Linked DNA regions of Zea mays: region 1 is linked to region 2. A link is a contact called in public Hi-C data. All regions are on one chromosome and are shown on one strand. Each heading gives the region's core, a stretch centred on a gene start, on an enhancer-like site or on the middle of the called end of the contact. The rest is flanking DNA. Distances are from core to core; before and after follow the strand shown. Region 1 has its middle 57 kb from the start of LOC109940897. Region 2 holds the start of LOC111589729 (transposon Tf2-1 polyprotein).

Evidence for each region. A called contact is a pair of places that touch in the nucleus more often than the background predicts.
Region 1: a contact with region 2 is called in a Hi-C map of ear, with 2.6 times the contacts expected there. The contact joins the enhancer-like site here to the promoter of LOC111589729 in region 2. A contact is called at or near these places in 2 of 25 Hi-C or Micro-C datasets (ear and leaf).

What each region holds. Positions count from the first base shown.
Region 1 is chr7:72,951,142-72,954,007 of Zm-B73-REFERENCE-NAM-5.0, reverse strand. No RefSeq gene overlaps it. Among protein-coding and RNA genes, the nearest start is that of LOC109940897, 57 kb to the right of the region's middle. Within about 2 kb of position 1,362, at least 20 of the 20 cell types and tissues checked have an H3K27ac peak or open chromatin away from gene starts, as enhancers often do. A contact at or near this core is called in ear and leaf, where this site is marked.
Region 2 is chr7:72,736,937-72,740,292 of Zm-B73-REFERENCE-NAM-5.0, reverse strand. It overlaps LOC111589729 (transposon Tf2-1 polyprotein), which reads left to right and starts at 1,422. Exons shown (of 4, transcript XR_002748844.2): 1 at 1,422-1,931; 2 at 2,050-3,356.

The DNA of each region.
Region 1 (2,866 bases), core at 113-2,612, 210 kb before region 2:
GAAGCCCCTTTTTTATTTTTCTTTTTTTCTTTTCTTCCTTTCCAAATTCAAATTTCCCTTTCAATTTTAAATTCCAATCTTGTGTCAAATTTATTCCCAAGTTAAAAGTGCAATTTGAACCTACCCAAAAATAAGATGAATTTATTTATTTATAATCTTATTTTGGTGTTGTATAATATCCTTTTCTTTCCTTCTCTATTTTATTTTCTATTCCCCTTTCTCTTATTCTCAAATCCCAAACTAAATTTAAATTCATGTTTTGAACTTTGAATTCACAATTCTATCTTGAATGATACTTTTGCTCTTTGAAATTATATTTGTATATTATTTATTCTTCTTCCCACTATTTAATTGGGAAATTTGGATCCATACCATTAAAAGATCACCACTTTGGATCCATACCATTACTATCTCACTTACATGTGGGTCCACATGAGTCAATGGTATGTGGGGTTCATGGTATATATCTAAAGTTTAGATCTTTTAATGGTATAGATCCAATTGTTCCTATTTAATTCTAGCAATAGTAAATAACTTTAATACAATTTCCTTCCTCTTTTCTTTTTGAAGTTAAACATTCAAGGGCATTAGAAATACAAGAAGGTTTCAAAAAATCATTAAAGGACGATTCTTAAATTTATTTATCTATTACATTATTATTATTATTGTTTTTTTTACCAATTTTGGGCTTTACACGAACGGAGACTTCCGGGTCGCGATGGGTGGACAGCAAGCGCAGTCAATGCGGCGCCGATGAGAGGTTTCACAACGCCCAGGTTGCCACCCGGACCACGAAAGAGGCTTGGGGAACGGCGAATCGGAGTTCCCCCGGCGGCGGTTCCATCCTGCCCACCTCGATTGGCAAGCACCAACTCGACCCAGGGACAGGGAGTGGTACAACAACGAGGGCCTAGGGAAGTAGGCGGATGTCGACACAAGGAGCGCGGGGCCGAGCACCATGGGAGAAGATCGCGAGGCCTGGAGGGTGGTGGCCGGCGTGGGTTGTTGTGCGTCAACTGCAGAATCAGAGACATCGACTCGACTGGGGATGAGGCCGAGCGTGGCCCAAGCGCAGGGATGCGACCTCCGTGGATGGGGCTATGCAGGAGGCCATGGCACCACTACTATCCTGGGCTGGGCTAGAGGCGGTAGGGTGCCGAGGGCGCACGTATATATCGAGGCGGCCGGTAAGCTTCAACGGATTTCCGATATTCCGGTCACCTCCACTCGCACGCCACGGCGCGATTCACGCGAGGTCGATGAACCGAGAGCCTGGGTCGCACGGTCTGTTGTAGTGCGGGAGATGAGTCCGACCATGAGGGCCCACACGTAAGCGACCGAAACAAAAGCAACGGGAAGAAGCATAGGGTGGGCTGTGCGGAACAAGAAATGGGGCTAGGCCGTGCAAGAGACTGGGCCGAGCGGTGCTAGAGTTGGCCCATGCGCGGTTTGCCTATTTTTCCCTATATTATTTTTATGATTTCTATTTCAAATTTTAAATTCCCATTACAGATTCAAACCTGTTTCAACTTTTCTGTTTTGACTTTCATATTTTCAAATATCAAACCTATCCCTATCGATCATATACTTTTATTTTTGCATTAATATTATTTTTCTTTTTATAGTACATATTTTTCTTTCTTTCCCTTCTCATTTATTTTTTATTCTCTATTCCAATAAAATTCAAATTCAAACTCCCATTTTGAACTTCATATTCCCAAGTGCCAAAGTTAATGGTAATGTGATTATAACATCTATAGTTTACAATATTATTATTTATTCCTTTCCTTATTATTTATTTATGGAAGGAGTAAATGGTTTCATTAAAATTTCCCTTCTCATTCTCTCTTGATTTACAAATTTAAAATCCAAATCCAAGATAAAGTTGAGGAATTCAAAATTTTAATGCATACTCGAAATCAATTGTGAAGCAATAGATATATGTTTATTTTAATTGTTTTATTTGTTTGGTAGATGTTTGAAATATGAAACACACTCATATTGTTTTCTTACTTTTTAGAAAAATAGTATTTTGAATGTGGGATAAGAAGTAAAATTTACTTCAAAATTAAATACTCATGTAAATAAATGCTTATGCTCATCATTTAATGATTTGCATCATCATTTGGTTGAATAGAAAACTTTTCTATTACTTCTTTTCTAAAATCTTTCTTGGTTTTCGAAATTCAGTCCTTAATTTTCATCTCTCAAGTATAATTTAAGATATTTGAATTTGCTATTTTATTTTCTTCATATATTTATTTTATTATTATTTTTTATACAGGTTTTGGGCCTTACACGAGGCGAGCAAGCGCGGCCAAATTGGCTAAAGGAAGGCACAAATAGGAAAAACCAAGCACGGGGGTGGGTGTCTCACCTCGGGACGGAGCTCGAGGTCGCTTGGCGTGGCCTCCGACGTGCTAGAAGACCGACACGACGGGCGTGGGTCTCCGGCGAAGCTGAGCGGCGTGGGCAGAGCACGAGAGGGAGCGGGGCTGTGTGAAATGGGACGAGAGAGTGAGTGTGGGCGCGGGCGGTGCTAAAAAAGGAGCTGGGGGCGTGGGCAGGCGACGTGGCCGAGGATTCCGGCGACGTGCGCGAGTGCGCGCGCTGCTCCACGTCGGGACGCGGGGAAGGCGGAACTGACAGGGGAGGCCCATGGCCGAGCGAGGGAAAGAGCGAGCACACGGGGCAACGACTCGGCGTCTGGTAGAGCGGGCCGGCAAAGCCGAGAGGGAAGAGGGGCACGCGGGCGAAGAGAACTGGCGCCGATAGCCTGGCCCTACTAGGCAGAGAGAGGGAGAGACTGAGTCCGCGTGGCAGAAACTGTCGGTGACAGGTGGCGCCCACCTGTCAGGCGGCGCGG
Region 2 (3,356 bases), core at 173-2,672:
CACCGAACTGTCTGGTGCACCCAATGATAGAAACTGCTACTTTTTGTCCAACAGCTCTATTTGAGGGGGAGGCTATTTATACCCCTCCAACTGGCAATTTGAAGTGTGTGGAGCACAAGAAACATATCATAGGCATAGAGGCACATTTCTAAGGTCCAACACACAAGTGCATAAGAGATTCATCTGGTGATTAGTATAGGTGCTTTGCAAGGTGCTTAGGCTAGTTAGACCGCCATTGCGCTTGCTCTAGTGTAATGCTAGTTAGTTGAGTGAAGTAATAAAAACCCACCACAGCCCTCGGCTCTTGCGCGAGCCGTTGTAATATTGTACCGACTAGGGCGAGAGTCTTGCAAGACCGTGACAATTGAGTTTGTATCACGGCCGCCATTGTGTACCGGGAACGAGGCCCATGGCATTTCGACCAGAAACTCGATAGTGAAGACAGCGGTGAGCGTCCGAGAAGAGGCCGGAAGCGAAGCACTACTTGCGTGTGGAGAAGGCACATGACTCTCTATGGAGTTACTCATTCGTGGTGCTTGGCCCTCGCGTGGGCTACCCTTTGCATATGGGCACCAACGAGGATTAGTTGGAAACTTTCATGGTTCCAGATACCTCGGTAAAAGAACCAGCGTCGTCCACGAGAGTTTGCTTTCTCTACTAGCTCTTTAATCATCCACATTTACTATCTTTACCTAAGTTACAATCTTTATTATTCTTAGTGTATATAGGATTGGAACTTAGGTTGCATTACTTCTTTTAAGGTAGAGATAACAACACATAGACAAAAACCTAGTTTACACAATCTAGTTTAGATATTTGCATAGGTTTTGTTTTAGGGATTATTTTGTGTCCTTGTTTAGAAAGAAGTTTTAAAAGTCTTAATTCACCGCCTCCTATTAGGCGTCACCGTTTCCTACAATGGTGCTCTTATTATGGATTTGGTGTGTGATGCAAATTAACGCGTGAACAACCATCTATATCTGTATACCTACATTAAGAAGTTAATTTTCTTAGTATTAAAAGACTTTATTATCGTTATGATGTCTATACATTAAGAGCACGATACAAGGAAACCAAAGAGCAAGATATGAGGAAGTCAAATGGTGTGTTGTAAATTATTGTGCTCCTGGCGTGAAACCATAGTGTAGTTTGCTATAGGATATGATTAGTAATGGAAGTTTTTGTGTCTACTATTCAAGTGAACAAGATTGGTCTGCTTTGTCATTCTCTAAACTGTGTGTTTTTACCTTCCACCTGAGCTGATAAATCCATAGCCTAGCGCTGCTTGTTCCTATCGATGCATATTGGTTCATCTGATTTGATGTCGTTATCCATGATGCCATGCTCTTTAGCATGAAACGTTCAAAGAATAATTATCGTGGTGTTCTTATTATCATAGTGGTGTCTATTGTAAAATATGGTAAATCTGTTGGCTGAGATTACATGTTATGTATCATGATTTTGTTGTCAAACTCACAGGAGATAGGACAAACCACATAAGGGCTACTTTACGAACCTCAAATCCCCTTCATGATTGGAGGGGGTTGAGATGAAAATGAACTAATTTTCTCTCTAATCCCCTCTAATCTCGAAGGGGATTTGAGTTTTTAAACTAGCCCTAACAGTTTGTTCACGAGAACAGACTCTGAAGGCAAAAAAAAAAAAAGTAGGCCCAGCCCAGTTGTGTAAGCAGCCTTCACCGTAACACAAACCCACGCGGCCACGCCACTCTAGCTACCGAGCGAGCCATGTCGCCTGCGCGGCCTCCTCCGCCTTCCGCTCGCCTCCGCGCCTTCCCCCGCGATGGAGTCCTCACCTCCTTCTATGCCGGTCGATTCCCCAGTATCCCTGGATGCCTTAATCGCCGATCCTGCGGCCGCGCCGGCCGCGTGTACTGCCTCTTCTCTGGCGGTGATAACCGCAAGAAACAGGTGCGCGCAACGCAGCATGCATCTCTTGATTGAGTAGCCCCGCGAATTCGGGGTTCGTTGGTCGTTTGGTTTATCTGGGAACAATTTTCGTGGACTCCCGTCTTCATATGTGGCCCAGGTTCTGGCCTCCGGGGGTTGAGTGTCACATCGGTGCTGCATCAGGATCAGGCAAACACCGTCGCGGATGACTGAGTTGGCGGTAGGAGAGGTATGCGGACAAGGTTTGGTTTTAGTGGATCCTGTTGGGCCGGATTTGGCCTTGTAATCTCAATTGTTAGACTTTGTTAATCTCTGGTATTGGGCCGTATTGTGGCCGTGTATTCGTGGGCGGGTCAGCCACACGTATAAGAGGCAAATATCTGCGCTGAAGAAGGGATGGAAGAACAGAAACCAAATATTCATACCTCTGTCTGCTTCTCTTGCCTGTGTTCTTTCCCTTTCTTCTCTCTTCTCTCCGGTGATCTCTGGCGATAATCCACCGGATATCACAAACTGGTATCAGAGGCATTTTCCGGCGACACTTCGATCGTCGTCGAGCGACATCTCAGGGAAGACATCACGGCGCCAAGTCGGCCATCTGTTCAGGCGCGTCACGTGGTTGCAGCCATGGAAGAGGTGGAGAAAAGGCTGACTGAGAAGTTCCAGCAAGCATGGGAGGCGTCGACTGCCACTCTCATGGAGCTGTCGAAGAAGATGGATGGGTTGGACACGCTGTCGACCAAGATGTCCGAGATGGAGAAGCGACAGATGGAGCATGAGAAGATCACACAGTACGTGCAGGCAAAAATGGATCTCTCCATGAAGTCTCTGGCACAGGTATCCCAAGATCAAGCGCGACTATCAAATGTGGTGGCGAATGCAAACCGAGGAGGGAGCGTCGCGCAGAGGGGAGGAACTGGTGACGGGTTGATGGGAGCTCATCCACAGGCAATACCACCCAGTTTCCAGACATCCCAGACCGCCCCTCATGTGTCTCATCCGACAGGAGGTTCAGGGAACCATTCGTCAGGTGAGGAGGCAAGATTTGGACAAGAAGAAGTTAACAGAAGAGGAATAGAGTCGGATCAACATCACCGAAGGACTTGGCTACCCAAGTGGGATTTCCCGGTATTTGAAGGGGAAGAAGCTAGGGTATGGATAGATAATTGTGAAGCCTACTTCCTGCTATACCAGATTCCAGAGGAGTTCAGAGTAAGCGCTGCCTCTCTCCATCTTAAGGGTCGTGCTGCTCACTGGTACCAATCATTTCGAGATTCTGTCGGGTTCGTAGATTGGATTCAGTTCAAGTTGGAGATTCGGAATGAATTTGATCTTACTACACATTCAGACAGGATGTTGGAATTGTTAACACTAAGGCAGACGGGGACTGTGTTGGAATATAAGACACAATTTGAGAAACTTGTCTATTGCATTAGGTTGTTTGAC